Regions from separate parts of the Ovis aries genome. Here region 2 is linked to region 1. A link is a contact called in public Hi-C data. All regions are on one chromosome and are shown on one strand. The core of a region is the stretch at or near the end of the contact, and the rest is flanking DNA. Distances in the headings are between cores, read along the strand shown. Region 1 overlaps ABCA4 (ATP binding cassette subfamily A member 4). Region 2 has its middle 65 kb from the start of ABCD3.

What was found. A called contact is a pair of places that touch in the nucleus more often than the background predicts.
Region 2: a contact with region 1 is called in a Hi-C map of mixed tissues, with 3 times the contacts expected there. The contact joins two enhancer-like sites. A contact is called at or near these places in 11 of 16 Hi-C or Micro-C datasets (blood, liver, mixed tissues and 4 more).

What each region holds. Positions count from the first base shown.
Region 1 is chr1:71,206,860-71,212,127 of ARS-UI_Ramb_v3.0, forward strand. All of the region lies in intron 11 of ABCA4 (ATP binding cassette subfamily A member 4), which reads right to left. Among named protein-coding and RNA genes, the nearest start is that of ABCA4, 54 kb to the right of the region's middle. Within about 2 kb of position 1,757, at least 16 of the 54 cell types and tissues checked have an H3K27ac peak or open chromatin away from gene starts, as enhancers often do.
Region 2 is chr1:71,471,965-71,476,670 of ARS-UI_Ramb_v3.0, forward strand. No RefSeq gene overlaps it. Among named protein-coding and RNA genes, the nearest start is that of ABCD3, 65 kb to the right of the region's middle. Within about 2 kb of position 1,402, at least 6 of the 54 cell types and tissues checked have an H3K27ac peak or open chromatin away from gene starts, as enhancers often do.

The DNA.
Region 1 (5,268 bases), core at 507-3,006:
GAGGCACTGGCCTTTTCACTTTATTTAAATTTAAATAGTCACATGTGACTGCTGGTTACTGTATTGTTAGCACAGCTCTAAAGATAGTAAATTTCCGGAGGTCAGGGGCCATGTCTTGTTTACTAAGTCTCTGTAACAGTATTTCCTCATGAAAGGGGCTTAATAAGTGTATACTGAATTGAGTTAAATTTAGAAGTCCCAAATGCTGCAAGAAATATAACCTTACTACTGTGAGTTTTGAACATAATCCTATGCACCTGAAATCAGATGATAAACTGGGAGAAATTAGTGAAAGGTGAATTTTTGGTATAATGTTAACAAGAGTATAACTCTCATTAAAGCAAAAAAAAAAAAAACAATAAAAACAAAAACATTTTAATAACATGACTTTCTGAGCAATCTAACCCATGCTCTTTGAATTCTCCTTTCATGTCTTAAAGGGAAATCTATAGTAGAGTAGAGTAGTGCTGGTTTTTCAGTGAAATTGTTCAGTCCTGCCATGACCTGGGCTCCATTCTGGCTGTTTTATCAGGCAGCTGATTCGCAGTCATGTTTCCTGCTGTGTCTCTCTAGATTGGTACTCTGATACTCTCTGGAAAAACAAAACCTAAATGGTTCTCACTCATTTTTACTCTGAAACATTTGACCCATTTTCAAACTTAAATTATCATCTCTAGAAAGATGGTACAGGGTAGTGTTTGAATGCCATCCCTACTTTGCTATTTGCTAACCATGTGGCCTCTCTTTCTCTATTTGCAAAATGGAGATGTGCCTACCTTATAGGTATGTTCTAAGGATCACATGAGTGTGTTTGGGAAGGGCCAACCACTGCCTTCTGGTAAGAATAACAGTTGATGCTTAATGAAGGCTTACTATGTACCCAAAACTGGTCCAAGGGCTTTGCTTGTATTAACCCCTCAAATCCTCCCAACCACTTTATGATGATCACTCCAAGCTCTCTTATGAGGCAAACAAGTAAACTTCCTCCGGAAAGAACCTGTGTTTTAACTATGTAGGATCCTAAGAGTGAGTGACTGTTAGTTGTTCAATCGTGCCCGACTCTGTGTGACCCCATGGCTGTAGCCCACCAGGCTACTCTGTCCATGGGATTCTCCAGGCAAGAATATTGGAGTTGGTTGCCATTCCATTCTCCAGGGGATCTTTCTGACCCAGGAATCGAATCCAGGTCTCCTGCATTATAGGCAGATTCTTTACTGTCTGAGCCACCAGGGAATACTAAACTATTTCACAAATAATGAGGACTTGATCAATACAATTTTAATCACTGTTTTGGCAAAATATCTTCAAAGTTAAAAGAGTCTAGTGGCATTTAAGCCCAGCCATTTATAATAGCTGTTTGTCCTGGAAAGAAGACAGTTATTTTAAAAAAACAATATGGCTGGGAACACAATCCATCCCATACTTATCTGCAGCACCCCATCTGGTTAGAAGTATGCTATGGACAGAAGCCAAAGCTTCCACCTGGGCAATAGGGGTGGCGGTGGGATGGATCCTAAGCCACTGGTGTTCACTAGCTTGCTCATTGGCCATTAGTTGAAAGTCAGACAACTCTATCCAGAGGAAGGTCTTATGAAACTAATCCAGAGGTCAAGGCAGAGCAGCTGTGGAAGCTGGTTTGGACATGAGTCAGAGGTCCCTAGGTCATACCCCGAGGTATGATTCATAATGTATCCTTGCATTCTCATGGGGAGGCCACCTGCCTCACAGCAAGTGACCTCATTCCCTACTGGTACTTACTCTGGGTTCCTGAAGTTAAGATCTTGACTAATGAACATGTATACTCATGTGAGTAGGTGCATGAGTGTGTTTGGGAAGCAATGGTGAATGACTACACCCTTAACCACGGTCATAAATTTTGACACATCTGGTCTGGTCTGGTTGGCTTGTAAGTTAAAACATAATAGATTCCAATGAGACTGAAGCCACAGAGTCTGTTTATAAAAGCTCTTTGGTTCTAAACAGAGAGAAACAGTGTGATCATGGATGTTGGGAAGAATATTGTAGGTAGATAAGAACTGGCTAGTGAGAGAGGCTCAGCAGAAAGATAGCATCATGACTAGGAAAAAATTCAAAGGGCATCTTCACTAATTAAAAAGACAGTATCTCCAGGGTCTCATGGCTATAGTCTAGACAAATTTTACAACCAGAGTTGAGAATCTCAAAGAGAATTTTTAGAATGCCCTGTGATAGCCAAGGGCAGTAAAGCAAGAGAAGAGGTTTCCTTGTCTCATTCAGTTTCCAACTGCTGTGGCCAAAATCTGGGTGGCAGGGTCATTGCCATTTGAAGTCTACACAATCCCTACCATTCCTTGTTGGTTGTTTTGCTGATTCTCAGCAGGAAGCAGAGTTCACCCTGCCGGAAGAGGTGTGGCCCTCTCCAGGGCAGACAGCTGTGTTCAGGACCTCTGGAGAATGCAGTCATTTGTTTATACAGCTAAGTCAAACACCACCTTGGGAAAAGAAGCTGCAGTAGCAGCCGGCTTCCTTCTTCTACCGTGACCCCTCCAATGCTAATTCAAACACATTAAGTAATAAATAAATTAAATTATCTCTCAAGTGGAAAACTATATCCAGTAGAGGCAAAGAAAGAAAGAATCATTCTCTTGGCTTGAACTTGATAATCAAAGGGGACTGGTACTCTGTGCTGACCTTTTTTGACTAACATGTTCAGGACGTGTGAGGGATAAATCTTCAGGGATAAGAAAAGCACTGCACCCTTAGAGATGCTGGCTCTACAGCCTTGTCTCTTACATCTTTAACTTCCACACTCAGGCCGAGAACAAAGTGGCTGATGAATGCCTCAAGTGGTCCTGCTGGTGTTAATGTAGATACCTGGGGTTCCTTTTGAAAAATGCCAGTGGATGTGGGCAAACATCCCAGAATGAATTTCCTGGCAGATCTAAACCTTAACACTCAAGATTTGTTTCTCCCCACATGGAAAAAGCCACTGGATAAAATAGCTTTGGGCTGTTTGTGTTGGTTGGGATGGTGAAGTACAGGCCAAAGGCGCTGCAATAAATTTTATCTAACACACTGGGCACCATGAACAGACCTCTGAAATGTTCAACTGTAAGAAGTGCGGAAATGCACCATGACTGGAAAACAAAGGAAGAGGAAATGCACAGCTGTTTAAAAATGTCTGTTTCTAAAATAAATACAATAATGAAACAAATAAAAAGGTCACGTTGGAGCATGAAGTCTCACACTCCAGCAAAGCCCCCAGGTGATGCTTCCTGTGTAGCTGGGTTCAAGGAGAGAGAACAGTCTGGCTGACTGCAGGGCACTTTAGCTCTCAAAGCTTTCTTGTTTAATCATTCCAACAACTTTGGGAGGTGAGTGTTATCATACTTAAAATATTTAATAAGCAACAGAGCCGGGCACTGACTGTTGAAAGCATATTCCAATCACAAACACCCAGTCCAGCCACATTGGTAAATGCTGCCCTAGCTGTAACTTCACTTACCATCCTTATTTTCAGCAGGCAGGGGAACAATATTGCCTGAAATCACAGAACCAGTAAGTGAGGGCAAGATGAGTTTCAGCAAAATCTCACTGGGCAGTGTGGGAGCTGAACAGAAGCAGCAAGAGACCAGAGGCCCAGAAACCAGCTAGGAGACTTGTTGGTACTGGTCCCTGAAAACAGAGGCCATACATGCAGAGAGTGAGGAAGGGGGATTTCAGAGACAGTTGGAGGATAACTGACAGTGCTTGGAGGATTTGTGACATTTTGGATTTGTGCAACTTGTTTCTTTTCCGTTAGATTGAACTGTAGCAGCTCTCTGAGATACTACCACTATGAAGGCCTTGGTAGCTCGGTCGGTAAAGAGGTTCGACCCAGGTTCGACCCCTGGCAGGTGAGTTCTTTAACCACTGGTGCCACCTGGGAAGCCTCTAAACCTAGCTATTTCCAAGCAGAAAAGACTGAAAAAGAATAGTGTTTGCTATCCTGAACTTTACAAAATAATTACTGTCCTTATCCAATTGATTAAATGGGCTTCCCAGGTGGTGCTAGAGGTAAAGAACTAGAGTTCGATCCCTGGGTCACAAAGATCCCCTGGAGGGGGAAATGGCAACCCATTACAGTATTCTTGCCTGGAGAATCCCACAGACAGAGGAGCCTGGCAGGCTATGGTCCATAGTGTTGCAAAGAGCTGGACACATGCATCCAACTCATTATATAATTTATCCAAACTTACTGAGCTCCCTACTAATGTGGCCCCTATGGTAGAAGAAAAAATTTCCTTTTCACAGCCAGACAGTTCTGGGTTAGAATTCTGAAGCCATCTCTCATCTGCTGTGATGTATTAGGCTACCAGGTCTTTAATTCTATAAAATGGTAACAATTATGCCCACTGGGCAGGCAGCAGTGTTGCACGAGATGACGTGTAGGGCTGTCCAGCACAGTGGCTGGTCACAGCAGACTCAAATGCACCTTCCTTCCTTCCACCTATGACTCAAGCTGCCCCATCCCCGACCTGTGTTCTCCTTCCTTGACCCAGTTCTATGTTTCTGAAAGACTGATGAGACATAAAATAAGATCATTGTCCATAAGCTGTTTGTGATTCAGTTCATGGCTCTTGAAATAATATGCTTTCATGCTGTAGACTTTTGTACCCTTCTGGAATAATCTGGCAGTCCTGATTCTAAACCAGTTCACAAGGTTAATATGAACAGTGGCTTCACATCCCTGGTTAATGCTTACATGAAATGAGAAAAAGGGACATTCCTCAGATGGCCTGTGGTTCAAGGGTAGACATCCTTGTGGTTCACAGCAAGAGCTGCCGTGCATCAAATGGCTAGGTGCCCAACCCCCTCCAGTCTCATCCTCACAGCCACTTGGAAAGGAGGGCACTGCCAGCCCCACCTAAGATGTGAGGAATCAAGGGCAGAGAATTTACACACAGGCTTAACTAATCGATGGCAATGAGTGAGTGCCATCGTTCTAAGTGCCTTGCACGCTTCACTCACTTCATCCTCAACAGCGATTCTGTGAGATCTGTTGTGTTATTACCTATATTTTACAAATGACAAAATTGAACCTTGGCAGATAAAGTAGGTTTCCCAGAGGGATACAGCTTATAAGCAAGATCCAAGGTGTTTATCCTCACTGGTGGGTGAGAAGCTTCCCCAAGCAGTGAGTATTTCCCTTCTCCAGGTGATCTTCCCAACTCAGGGATCGAACCCAGATCTCCCACATTGCAGGCAGATTCTTTACCAGCTGAGCCACCAGGGAAGCTGACCTGGATC
Region 2 (4,706 bases), core at 152-2,651, 260 kb after region 1:
GTAGTTATGTATGGATGTGAGAGTTCGACTATAAAGAAAGCTGAGTGAAGAAGAATTGATGCTTTTGAACTGTGGTGTTGGAGAAGACTCTTTAGAGTCCCTTGGACTGCAAGGAGATCCAACCAGTCCATCCTAAAGGAGATCAATCCTGGGTGTTCATTGTAGGGGCTGATGTTGAAGCTGAAACTCCAGTACTTTGGCCACCTGATGCGGAGAGCTGACTCATTTGAAAAAACCGTGATGCTGGGAAAGATTGAGGGCAGGAGGAGAAGGGGACGACAGAGGATGAGATGGTTGGATGGCATCGCCAACACGATGGACATGGATTTGGGTGGACTCCGGGAGTTGGTGATGGACAGGAAGGCCTGGCGTGCTGTGGTTCACGGGGTCGCAGAGTTGGACACAACTGAGCGACTGAACTGAACTGATTTTGAATTACAAAACTGTATAATTGTTCCCCCAAAAAAGGTTGTACGCCAGTTCATACTCCCAATAAAATGTCTTTGACATTGCCTTTTGCCCCATAACCTTGCTGATACCAAGTCTACAGATCTTTATCATTTGCCAATTTGAAAGGGAAAAAACCAGGTATCATGTATTGATTGCTTCTCTCATGCTGACCTTCAGCTCAAGGCTTTATATATCTTTTTCCATTTGATCTCTGCTTTAACTCTGTGATATAGGTACTACTGGGCTTCCCATATGGCACTCGTGGGAAAGAACTCACCACCAGTCAGTGCAGGAGACAGAAGAGATGGGGGTTCAATCCCTGGGTCGTGAAGATCCCCTGGAGGAGGGCATGGCAACCCACTCCAGTATTTTTGCCTGAAGAATCACATGGACAGAGGAGCCTGGCAGGCTATGGTCCATAGGGTCGCACAGAGCTGGACAGGACTGGAGTGACTTGGCATGCATGCAGGTGGGTGCTATTATCATTCCATTTTGTACCCCAATTATAAAAACAAGACCTGATCAAGATTCCATAATATAGTAGCAGATGGGGTAGTCTCAGTAAGTCTGACTTAAGAATCTGAGCTGTTAATGACTGGTGAGATTGAGTCTACCTCATGTGGCCAAATAGGTCCATAATATTTCTTTCTCTCCGAATTGCATCTTCACATCCTTTCCTTCTGTGCTGGATGTCTTCTGTTCGTCACTCTTCCCCTTTCTCCACTCTGCTATCACCCTAGAAATTTGACCTCCCTGGGTTTCATGGCCCAGTGCCCTCCAGCTCCCTGCTGGATTTAGCCAGTGGAGAGGCAGGCAGGAGAGTGGAGGTGGAAAGAGCCTAAACTCAAAGTATTTACTCCCTTGTCTCCCTCCTGGGAGGTTGCATCTGACTGGTTGTGTCTTCAAAACAAAGTTCGTTGCTCTTCTAACCTGACCCTCTCTCACTCTGGGCTCCTGTGACCTTTCCCTCTTTGACCTTTCACACAGAAAAGAGGTATCTGGTTGACTTCAGATAGCTCCAAGTGACTGCACTCGTTTTTCCTTTCACTCATAACTGTACAGACAGTCCTTTGGAAATGAACCCTCTTCCCTTTATCCTAATTTGCATGTGCCATCGTTTTCAGTTCTCTATTATGTTGTCTTTTCTCACTGAATGTAGGTTATTTCCCTATGTTGAGGTCATAACCCTTTGCTTATCACTTGGTATAGCTGTCCCAGCTTGTTGTTTCTTGTGCATGCATGCTGAGTCTCTCACTCATGTCTGACTCTTTGCGACCTCATGGACTGCAGCTTGCCAGGCTCCTCTGTCCATGGAATTTTCCAGGCAAGAATGTTGGAGTGGGTTGCCATTTCCTGCTCCAGGGGATCTTCGGACTCAGGGATTGAACCAGCATCTGTTGCGTCTCCTGCGTTGGCAGGCAGATTTGTTACCACTGTGCCACCTGGGAAGCCCTGTTGCTTCTTAGTTTTCTTTAATATAGTTTTTGGGTAAAGTATATCCTCACTCAAAGCTCCACTCTAAAAAATGTGTGCTTAACCTTAACAAATCCGTTGCAACTTGCTTCCTATCTTTGGGGTGGAATAAAATGTCTACAACCTGATCCATCTGTGGCCCAAATATCATCTTCCCCTCCTTAAAAATGCACGCTTTCTTTCAGAAGCATTTGAAAAGGTTTTATCCTGTGCTCCACCTGAGCAGCCTGTCAGGAGCTGTACTCCAATGCCATGTGCTTTCCTCTCCTCCCAGCTTTGCTGATTACTGATTACTCTATCAGGGAATCTCATAGTTCAGTACAGATGATAAGACTGTGCTTTGGGGGCAGGAGAGAAGTGGAGGATGGATTTCCATTAAGATGAAGGACATTATAATACAAGATGGTGGGGAAGGGGGTTAAAACTGAGGGTAAAGTGTGGTTTTTCCAGAAGTGCACTTAGGAAGTTAAATTATTCATGGAGTGTCTCATGGACAAGCTTGCTCTCTAATATCACTCCTTATCTTTATATCTTTCTTCTAGTCTTCTAACCTTTTCTCCATGTATTCCTTGCCTCTCTTCTCAAAGAAAAACCTGCTCAGCTATCCACAGTGTCAATCTTCCCCCAGAATTCTTTCCCTCCTTCCACCAGCGAATTGTCCTCAGCATACTGAAGGGAAAGTGGGGCCCTAGCAGCATACACTGAAGGAGCACTCTATCACCTGTGCCAGCTCTGAAGAGCTGTGGGGGTGGGGAGTTCAACACCCCAACCACACATAGGAATCTGGGGTGGGCAGCCAAGCCCAGCCTCCTTTGAGGTGGCCCAGGCAGAATATGCTGCAGATCCAGCTTCACTTCTTTGCATTGAGTGTGTTCATCTCTTTCTTTAATCTCCTGTTATCAAATTATGTCCTCTTGGGCTTCACGAATAAGAAGTGGGCTCTACATGACTGAGCGACTAAGCACACACACACCTTGATGCTTATCTTGGGGAAAAGGAGGGAGGGAGAAGATGGGGAGGGGAGTGGAAAGAGAGAGGAACATTTCATTCTGTACCTTTAAAAGACGGAAGAAGCAACAGTCCGTATCTAATAGCTATTGCTGCAACAGTGGAACATGACACTTTGGAAGTAAGCTCCCTCTCCTTGGGAGGGTGGACTTAGAGGGATGCCATCATAGAAAGATGACATAGAAAAGATTCCTGTCTTTTGGGGAGAAAACACAAAGTCTTTTTCATCATGTGGCCTTTAAATCAGCTCTATACTATTTAAGATATAAGTGTGAAGTCCAAGTTGGACTTAACTAACTGATAAGGAGGAAAAAATGTTAAGGGTAAGGAGGTCAAGGGTCAGGGGTGGGTAAGACATACAAACAGGTTGTGTCACACTGTTGAAGGGAGAATCTGGGGTGTGTGTGTGTGTGTGTGTGTGTGTGGGTGTGGGTGTGGGTGTGTGTTGCTCGAAGCTAGAACCTGATAGGCTGGGCTAGGCAAAAAGATTCATGGACTGGTGGCGAGAGGGAAGAGACGCCTTCCTGGATGAGGGCCAAAGAGTAAAGTCCTCAGGTAATCCAGGGAAACCATGCCCATGTGTGCTTTGTGGACACTCTGGAAAGGGAGATGACTGCAGTACCAGGGCACACAGGGTCAGCACACAGATGGAGGTCAAAGAGGGATAAAATATTAGGCTGCAAAAATTATCTCAAGTAAGAGCAGGCAGCGGGGCTGGATGCAGGCAGTGAATTTTTAAAATCAGCTTTATTGAGGTATAATTTGAGTACAATAAAAGTCACCCTGGAGGAAGAATGAATGGGGAGTTATTGCTTAATTCTTTTTAGAGAAAAGAAATAGTTTTGGAAATATATTGTGATGATGGTTGTGCAACTCTGTGAATATAAATAATGCCAATAAACTGTACACTTAAAGGGTGAAAGGGCAAGCTTATGCTATATATTTTACCACAGTAAAAAAAAAGTCACTAATTTTAAGTATACAAGTTGATAAGTTTTGACAAAGGTACACAGTCTTAATCAAACCACCATCTATTTCAAAAAACAGAAAATTTCTTTGTGCTTCTTAGGAGTCAACCCCCTTCCCTTATGGCAAACATCATCTACTTTTTGTCACTGTAAGTCTGCCTTTTCTGAAATTTCCTATAAATGTAATCATAAAGTATGTAGTTCTTTTTTGTCTTGCTTCCTTCATTTAACATAATGATTTAGAACAAACAGAACACTGCAAAAATGTGATGTCATTTCTAAGATGTGTGAATCAGTAGTTTCCTTCTTTTTTATTGTCGACGGGTGTTTCACTGCATGGATGTTCCACAATTTGCTTATCAATTTCCCAGCGGACAAACATTTGGGTTGTTTGTTGAGTTGTTTTAAATGACAGCTTGGATTAAAGCCTAAGCTCCTGACGATAGAAGTGTCACTACCACAAAAGGATGAGGTGCAAATGCTAACTACCTGTGGTTATGAATCAAGGTCAATGAACAAATCCTTTGTGTTTCTTTTGACAGTGTGACATCTCGGACCATGGCCTTCAAATGATTGCCCAATCTCAGATTTTCCAGTGCCCTAGTTCGCAGATTTTATTCTATGAGGCATGCTCCACTTGGGGATCTCTGCAGCTGGGGGTCTATGTGACAGGCTCTAAGAACACTGTGCAAAGACATTCTCTTGTTGACTGTCTACATTACTTCTCTAGGAGGTGAGTGGAGATCCAAAGAGAAGTGAACCAGTAAAACTTTACACCATATTATATTGACATAATAAAATTTATTG